Regions from separate parts of the Drosophila melanogaster genome. Here region 1 is linked to region 2. Evidence: chromatin contacts called from public HiChIP or PLAC-seq data. All regions are on one chromosome and are shown on one strand. The core of a region is the stretch at or near the end of the contact, and the rest is flanking DNA. Distances in the headings are between cores, read along the strand shown. Region 1 holds the start of GlcAT-I (Glucuronyltransferase I). Region 2 holds the start of HIP-R (Hsc/Hsp70-interacting protein related).

Region 1 (4,422 bases), core at 323-2,822, 340 kb after region 2:
GGAAACCGAAATTTAATTTATAATTTGTTTAAATTATCATATACTGGAGAGAAGTGTATTTCTGTGGAGAATCGAAATAAAATTTAACAAAAAAAAAAAAAGAAAACAGCTGCATTCGATTTACAATGAATTTCGAGGGTTGGGTACACATAGGATATTGCAGGTTTAAGTATTGATGAATGGAGCTGATGGTGTAAACTAAGGTACCAGATTTCCTGCATCAGATCTATCCCTTGGGCACCGGCAGAAGGCAACTGGAGGACATCATCGAGCGGAAATGCGACCGGCGTGTTAGAAATTAAGCTATTATTATTATTAGTTTTCTATTATTATTAAGACATAGGATATTATTTATACAATATAAGTGAATAAAATATTAAAAACCAAAATAGTGAGTTTTTATTTAATTTCTCGTGGTTTTGGGCAGATATCCAATTTCTTCGCACCAGGCGATCATAATTAGCAGGAAGGTGTCTGCTGGAAACAAATTGAGCGTTGGTCACTTCCTGGCATTTCTGTTTGCCTGGTACATGGGATCGTATTTTCCCCGATTTGCCTAACAAAATGAGGCCTGACTTTCGCGGTTTTGGGCAGATTTCCAATTTCTTTGCACCAGGCGATCATAATTAGCAGAAAGGTGTCTACTGGAAACAAAATGAGCGTTGGTCACTTCCTGGCAATTCTGTTTGCCTGGTACGTGGGATAGGTTTTTCGCCGATTTGCACTACAAAATTAGGACTGACTTTCGCGGTTTTGGGCAGATTTCCAATTTCTTTGCACCAGGCGATCATAATTAGCAGAAAGGTGTCTACTGGAAACAAAATGAGCGTTGGTCACTTCCTGGCAATTCTGTTTGCCTGGTACGTGGGATAGGTTTTTCGCCGATTTGCACTACAAAATTAGGACTGACTTTCGCGGTTTTGGGCAGATTTCCAATTTCTTTGCACCAGGCGATCATAATTAGCAGGAAGGTGTCTACTGGAAACAAAATGAGCGTTGGTCACTTCCTGGCAATTCTGTTTGCCTGGTACGTGGGATAGGTTTTTCGCCGATTTGCACTACAAAATTAGGACTGACTTTCGCGGTTTTGGGCAGATTTCCAATTTCTTTGCACCAGGCGATCATAATTAGCAGAAAGGTGTCTACTGGAAACAAAATTTGGTCACTTTGGCGTTGGTCACTTCCTAGCATTTCTGTTTGCCTGGTACGTGGGATAGGTTTTTCGCCGATTTGCACTACAAAATTAGGACTGATTTTCGCGGTTTTGGGCAGATTTCCAATTAATTCGCACCAGGCGATCATAATTGGAAGTAGGTGTCTGCTGGGAACAATATGATCTTGTTCGTCAAATTGTGAAATTCTGAATTTCGGACACTGAATGTCAGGGGTTGATTTTGCAGAATTTAAATTTAAACAGATAAATAAAACACGGTATAAGTTGTCTTTTTTGTTTTTATTCTTAAAGTATAGTAAAATACATTTCCTATAATAAACCTTAAGTGTAACCACACTGGAGACGAAGAATATCGATAGTTGCCCGGAACTTGATGGTGCGACCGTTCGTTCCGCTAGCATGTCGTTATTTAGGCACACAGCTCGCCGATTTGTTTGTTTTAACAAAATTCGGTTTTTACCAACTGCCGCAGGATGTCGGAGGTCCGCATTCGCCCGCGCCAGGTCCTCATCCTGATCATTGTCTTCCTCGTGGTGCTGATGATGGTGCACCGAAACGGGAAGCGCACATGCCAGGGTCCAGAATACCTCCAGGCCATGTTCGTCCAAGGCGACACGTTACCCACGATTTACGCCGTAACGCCAACGTATCCACGGCCCGCCCAGAAAGCCGAGCTAACCAGGTAGAGTAAATCATAAACCGCATACATACCAATACCTTTAAGTAACGCCCCGTATTCCAACAGACTATCTCACCTCTTTATGCTGCTGCCGCACCTGCACTGGATCATTGTGGAGGACACGAACGCCACCACTCCGCTGGTCAGAAACCTTTTGGATAGAGCCGGATTGGAGAAGCGTTCCACGTTGCTGAACATCAAGACGCCATCTGAGTTCAAGCTGAAGGGCAAGGACCCCAACTGGATTAAGCCACGCGGCGTGGAGCAAAGAAATCTGGCTTTGGCCTGGTTGAGGAACCATGTCGACGTCGATCGGCACTCTATAGTGTTCTTCATGGACGACGACAACTCCTACTCCACGGAACTGTTCGCCGAGATGAGCAAAATCGAAAGGGGTCGCGTGGGCGTCTGGCCGGTGGGTTTGGTCGGCGGTCTGATGGTGGAGCGACCCCTGCTTACGGAGGATGGCACTAAGGTGACCGGATTCAATGCCGCTTGGCGACCGGAAAGACCATTCCCCATCGACATGGCCGCCTTCGCCATCAGCATGGATCTCTTCATCAGGAATCCGCAGGCCACGTTCTCGTACGAGGTGCAAAGAGGCTATCAGGAGAGCGAGATCCTGAGGCATCTGACCACCAGGGATCAGCTGCAGCCACTGGCCAATAGGTGCACGGATGTGCTCGTCTGGCACACGCGCACTGAGAAGACCAAGCTAGCCGCCGAGGAGGCGCTCCTGAAGAAGGGCCAGCGATCCGATGGCGGCATGGAGGTCTAACCCGGGACCTAATTGTATATATAGCAAACTATCATCCTAGTGAATTTACTTAATGTGTTCCGTCTCCTCATAGTTTAGCCCCAATTTATTTAATACTTTTTACTTCATATTTTCTATATATTTTATAAAAACATGGTGTAGGCAAACATTTTGATGATTTAAGTTCAGACTAAGTCACTCTTTTTTTTTTTTAACCAGACATTTTCGGATTGAAATCAAATGAGATTTTTTCTAACTACACCGCGTACTTGCGCAAATTTTAAATATGAAAACACTACTAGTTGTATAATGCTCAAAGAAAAGTTGTATAATATCTTCGTAAGATAGTACCTAGTCTATCTGCACGAAGGTTATTTATTTTACCTCGAAAGGTAAACCCAAATGAACTAATTCTCTGTCTTTGTTGTACCTAAGCTATAAGAACGCTTTAAGTTGCCCCATTGTATTATATATAGGCCTATAGGTTTTGCAAATTGTTGGAGATTAGTTACATTAGATATACATAAGCTTCCCCTGTGTGCCTCCCAATTGACGCAAATAAAATTGGTAGTGTTATCGAAACCTATTTAAAAAAAAAATGTTGCTTCATTGACAAGGGATTGGGTCAATACTGGTTTATTATTACCGCCAAATGGGAATTAAAACTACATCGATTGGAATTATAGTACAGTAAATAAGATTTATTTCCCCCGTTTCAGTTTCAGTGTATAATTTTTCATCAATTTTGTTTAGTTCATATAAAAAGCTACACTCTGCCGCCGAACAAAGCTGCGTTCGGTTTCTTGCAAACATATTTCATATGCTCGAATGACCAGCAGTTTTTCAAACAATCGCATCCAAATTCAAATGTGTATATAGCCTCCTGTAATCTCGACTTGGGTTCGCTTCGTGGGTTATTCAATAGGTCTTTCATAGAGTATCGTGTATATTTATAGGTAAAAAGCTCTGGCAAGGCGCTTGACTTAATTGGCAACAGAAGGTACAAAGCTCATAGGCAACGAACTGAAAAGTGGGGGATCTCAGCGTTTTTAAGGATTTTTACGGCTATCAAATAAAAAATGCGTCTCTCATGGGGCGTTAACGTACATACATACATTCAGATCGGCGTGATAACATATACGTAGTTCGCTTTTGCTTTTCGTTTTGTTTTTTTTTTTTTTTTATTTTGTATTATCTGTTTCGTGTAGAAAAAAAAACTTACGAGTAACTTTAAATACATGTACATACATATATATATTTTTTTTAGATTTATATATCCATTAGATTAATGCGTTTTAGATCTCTTAACTACAATTTTGTTTAATTTTTACATACATAAGAAAATACTTTTAACACAAAACTGAGCGATTTGCAGTTGTTCGATGGAAGTGGGTTGAAGGGTTATGATAGGTTGTTAATGTTTGGCAATCTCGTAGTTCTCGGATAATTCTATGCTAAGTTATAGATTCTCTCATCAAGATTGATCTTGTGTGCTATGAACCGGATGCGGAGGTGGTTCGGTATGCTTATTTCCGTTGTTCAAGCAGCTAAGCAGTTTGTAAACATTTTCAAATATTCAATTTCTTCAACATTAATGTACATTGAGCATTATTCATTAAGTGCCGTCTGTGGGTTACACTTTCTGGTGGTTAAGTATACGAATTAGCAGTAGGAAACCAAGGATTTCGATATCAACTAAGTATGTTATTCAAGTCCATTCTTTTGCTGTTCTTCCTTTAATCTATCCAATGTCATGGTGTTGTGGAAAGAAATGCTCGCAAGTCTTTTGTTTAGCGTTTTAAGTACTACGAA
Region 2 (4,570 bases), core at 1,641-4,140:
AAAATACACTTACTCATACACACAAGGTAGACACTGCAGACTAATTTTGCCTTAAAAGAAACAAAACGAATAATGTTAACTGTAAATTTTCACTTTGTGTCCATGCATAGTTACTAGTAATGATGATATAAATATATAAATATATATAAAATATAAAAATTATATAAATGTATAAATTTATATTTATATATATATATATATATATATATATATATCTGCATAAACATTGAAGCATACTAGTAAATCTTTATAAATATATTTATATATATATTTATCTCTTCCTTTTAACGCTTTTAATCGGAAAAAACATCCCAATTATATTTTAATTCAATTTGAAATATAAAAGTCATTTTTGTTTGTTTTGTATCAAAATCCAAAAAAAATTGATTTAAATATAAAAATACCATAAACATTAACACCACACACACACACACACACACATATATATATATATATATATATATATATATATATACATATATATATACATTTGTATATAGTCGTATCTGAACCACAAACAAATCCACAGATAAAAAAAACTGAAAAATTCATAGAATCAAACCATTTTTTTATATGCCACAAAGAAAAGAAAATAAGTAGAAATGCAAGAAAAATCGAGAAAAAGCGTAATTCATGAGATCAGATCGGATCAGAAAAATCAACAGAAAATAAACCTATTTGAAGTAAAATACTTCTAAATACATAGTAAACTAATGTAATAGTTTTTATTAAAATTACACATATATGTATCGATATATATACATGTTTTTTTTTTTTTAATTTTAAAATTATAATTGTAATGCACTATGCGTAAATTGTATTAAATATTAATATCCAAGGCATATTAATAGAAATATATATACATATATAAAACCTGCAAAAAAAAAACATGAACTACCAAGCTAAATGTTTCAATAATATATAGATCTATATGTATGTAAAACCGATATGAAATCTGCCTACAGCCAGACAAAAAAAACCTTAAAGAGAAAGATCAGAAGAGGAACAGAAGAGTATGAGCGGGGAGTGAAAGATGCAAGATTCATCCAAAAGCGAAAAACATTTTTTTCTTAAGTCTACGCAAAACAAAATGAATGAAAAGTAACCCGAAATTAGTTTTTAGAGTATAAGTATAAAAAATGGAAAATATCGCGATAGAAAGAAACAAAAATGGACGCAGATAAGGACGGCAAGCAGAACAAGAGTAATAAAGCAGCGGCAAGAACTCCCTAAAAATAGCAAAGAGCATTGTAAATATTTATATAAATAATTTATGCCTAATTAAAGTTTAAATTAATGAAGAAAACCAGCAAAAAAACATAAAAAACCAGAAGAACCATTTCAGATTTGTATGCAAATTTGTATATGTACGTACTTTCCTTTAATTTTAGCCAATCAGTTTGTAAGATTAAATTTTTTTTTTGCATCTCTATAAAGAATAATGATATGAGGATAATGATTCCGATTTTTTTTTCCGTTTAATGTAACCGTTAGAATTAGCCCATAATGGTCGATATCTAAATGTGTGTGTATATCGATGTGATGTCATCGATTGTCGATAACGATTGGATGCGAGTGTGTGTTAATTTAATTTGATAAAAGATAAAGGAAAGCAAGGAATGTGAAGATAATGAAAGGAGATGCATAGAGAATGAGAGCGAATCTATCTATTATATAATTATGTAAAATGCACATCTTTAAATTATAAATTATACATATTTAAAAGGAAACTATTATTATTATTTTGATTACCATTATCATTATTTTTTATTATCACTTAACGGTTTCGGTTTGATCCACAGCGAAACCAACAACAACCAAGAAACAGAAACAACAAAAAGAGAAACAAAATAAACAAGCGAAATGTTTGATAAAAAAAACCACGAGATGTTTTAATTTATTTGTCTTTAATTCTTCGATTTTATTGAGTTTTTCATAGAGAAAGTTGTCACACTCAAGAACACACACGCAAGCGTATAAAGCTAAACAAATTAATACCTACTAAGTGTTTAAATAGTACTAAACGAATCAAAATATAAATACTTAAAAAGAAAAAAAAACGAAAATAAAAATAAAAACAGCAGCAGAAAAAAACGATGAGACAGTTGAGCAGACGAGAAAAACAAAGCCCATTAAATTATTTGTTGAGTATTTTATTAAAAAATAATTACGATAATAATTAAAAAGTTTAAATTGAACGAATTACGAAAAACAAACTGAATATACATATATGTGTGCATATATACATATATGTATGTATTATATATAAACAAATTATTTAATAGTTATGCTAAAAAATTATTTAAAGTGAACGGATATGAAAAATATTTGTATGCGTGCGAGCACGGAGAGAAGGGCACTCAGAATAGGCCATCGACACCACCCACTCCCTTCCGATACCCGAACATCACCACCAGTTTTCACCATTTTCTGACCCTTAACCCCTTCAACCAGACACACACCAAACACAAGAAAAGGCGAAGAAAGCCGAAAAAAAAACAATGCAAACACGAAATAGGCGGCGACGACAGAGATAAGCGCGAAGAAGATACTAAATCAATAAGTAAACATAAAAATTAATTAATAAATTAATTCCAAAACAAAATGAAAAAAGCTAAAAAAAAAACATCAAGAAAACAAAAGACAAAAGCAAACAAAAAACATGACGAAACATTGAAAATAAAAAAATACTAAAATGATTAACAGAAAACTGTTTTAATGTCAATGGGGGCAGACATAAACTTCTTCAGCAATAGTTATGGACTTAATTGTGGCTCATTACATTCTCGATCCTATGTGAATATATATGTATTTAGTTTTGGGGTATGTGGCGGAAAATGGCTGTTATCTTTTTAAAAGTTGTCACATTTTCCAGCACTATCGTACGCACAAAATACTGAAAAATACAAGAGCGAAGCGATAAATACCGTCGATTAATTCTCAGTACTTTTTCATGGTATTTATGCATACCAATCGATAGGGCAGAGCAAAAGTGGACGTAAAGCTAAGCAAATATTGCTTATTAATAATATTAATATATTAATATATCAGATCTGAAAACATCGAGACAAAACGGAATTCAGAAATGGCTTTCACAATGCAAACCGGGGATCTGAAGAAGCTGAAGTACTTCATCGACTTTGCGCTTGAGAATCCCACCTTCTTGAACATGCCGCAGCTGCAGTTCGTCAAAGATTTCGTGGAGAAGTTTGGTGGCACGGTGCCGCCTGGCCAATTCAACGGTGGCAGCGCCGGAGGGTAAGTTAACCGAACTATTTGACCAATTTTCAAAACAACACGATTGTATGATTTGCTCATCCCGCGGCTTGTTCTTCCAGCAAGTGCCCATTCGGCGGTGTTGCTGGTGCCAAGGCCAACGAGCCGGCCAATGCCCCCGAGGATAGCGAGGACGAAAAGTCCCTCTCCGATCCTGAGTCGGACGTGGAGCTGGACATGGAGGGTGAGTGTGCAAATTTTGCCGAGTCACGTGGTCATTGGGGGTCACAACCCTGGACTTTGATGCGTTGCTGTCGCAGTGCTGGCAGTTGCTTTATCTTATATCCTTTCGACACTGCAAACTTAGCGTTTACCCAAATTCGAATCCTGCAGTATTAATATATGTAATACGCCAATTAAAACTATGTATCTTCTATCCGTATTACTTCCGACGCCTTCAGGTGTGATCGAGGCGGACAGCGACCCCGCCCAACCCATGGGCAACTACAGCAAGAAGGCCACCGAAGAGGAGGTGGAGCAGGCGAGCGAGCTGCGCGCCCAGGCGGCCTCCGCTTACGGCCAGCAGAAGTTCGACGAGGCCATCGCCTTGTACACCAAGGCCATTGAACTGAGCCCGGGTAATGCCCTTTTCCACGCTAAGCGTGGTCAGGCCTTCCTCAAGCTGAAGAAGCCGAATGCCTGCATTCGGGACTGCGACGTGGCGCTGGAACTCAACTCGGATTTGGCGGCTGGCTACAAGTTCAGGGGACGCGCCCGTCGCCTCCTCGGAGATTTTGAGCTGGCTGCCCATGATTTGCGCCAAGCATGCAAGCTGGACTTTGACGAGGAGACAGACGAGTGGCTAAAGGAGGTCACTCCGAATGCCAAGAAAATCGAGCAGCATCGCTTGAAGCAGGAGCGTCGCCAGGCAGAGCGTAAGATCAAGGAACGCCAGCGGGATCAGAGGCGCGCACGTAAGGAGCAGGAAAAGCACAATGCCAGCTCTGGTGGATCATCTGGAGAATTTTCCGGTGGGAATCCTGGTAACGGAAATATGTCTGATATACTGGGCGCCATGTCAGATCCCGAGGTGTCAGCCGCCATTCAGGTTCGTGAATACTACTTTTCTATTTCTAATACAAATGCAGTAATCATATCGTTGTTATTTATTAACTTTCGTAGGACATTTTGTCAAATCCGGGTAACATCACAAAGTACGCGTCGAACCCGAAGATATACAACCTTATCAAGAAGATTGTGCCCGGTGGAGATGTGGGTGCTGCCTTTGGCCAAGCGGGTGAAAAGGCTGGAAAGCCGAGCGAGCCTAAGCCTAAAAAGGACTCCGCCGACTTCG

What was found. HiChIP or PLAC-seq counts read pairs in DNA pulled down with a chosen protein or histone mark.
Region 1: a POLR2A S2P HiChIP or PLAC-seq map of the Kc167 cell line shows a contact between it and region 2, with 2.9 times the contacts expected there. The contact joins the promoter of GlcAT-I here to the promoter of HIP-R in region 2. A contact is called at or near these places in 5 of 107 Hi-C or Micro-C datasets (the D17-c3 cell line, the S2 cell line, cellular blastoderm embryo and 1 more) and 1 of 6 datasets of contacts at active chromatin or transcription factors (the Kc167 cell line).

Annotation. Positions count from the first base shown.
Region 1 is chrX:4,129,639-4,134,060 of dm6, forward strand. GlcAT-I (Glucuronyltransferase I) reads left to right here and starts at 1,573. Exons shown (of 2, transcript NM_167003.3): 1 at 1,573-1,856; 2 at 1,920-3,195. The coding sequence starts at 1,648. The coding sequence ends at 2,631. tyf (twenty-four) reads left to right here. Exons shown (of 8, transcript NM_001297924.2): 8 at 1-378. It overlaps Fas2 (Fasciclin 2), which reads right to left. Exons shown (of 10, transcript NM_001272308.2): 10 at 3,249-4,422.
Region 2 is chrX:3,787,079-3,791,648 of dm6, forward strand. It overlaps HIP-R (Hsc/Hsp70-interacting protein related), which reads left to right and starts at 2,891. Exons shown (of 5, transcript NM_166988.4): 1 at 2,891-2,998; 2 at 3,052-3,258; 3 at 3,339-3,460; 4 at 3,678-4,324; 5 at 4,399-4,570. The coding sequence starts at 3,086. It overlaps Tlk (Tousled-like kinase), which reads left to right. Exons shown (of 9, transcript NM_001144680.3): 9 at 1-1,740.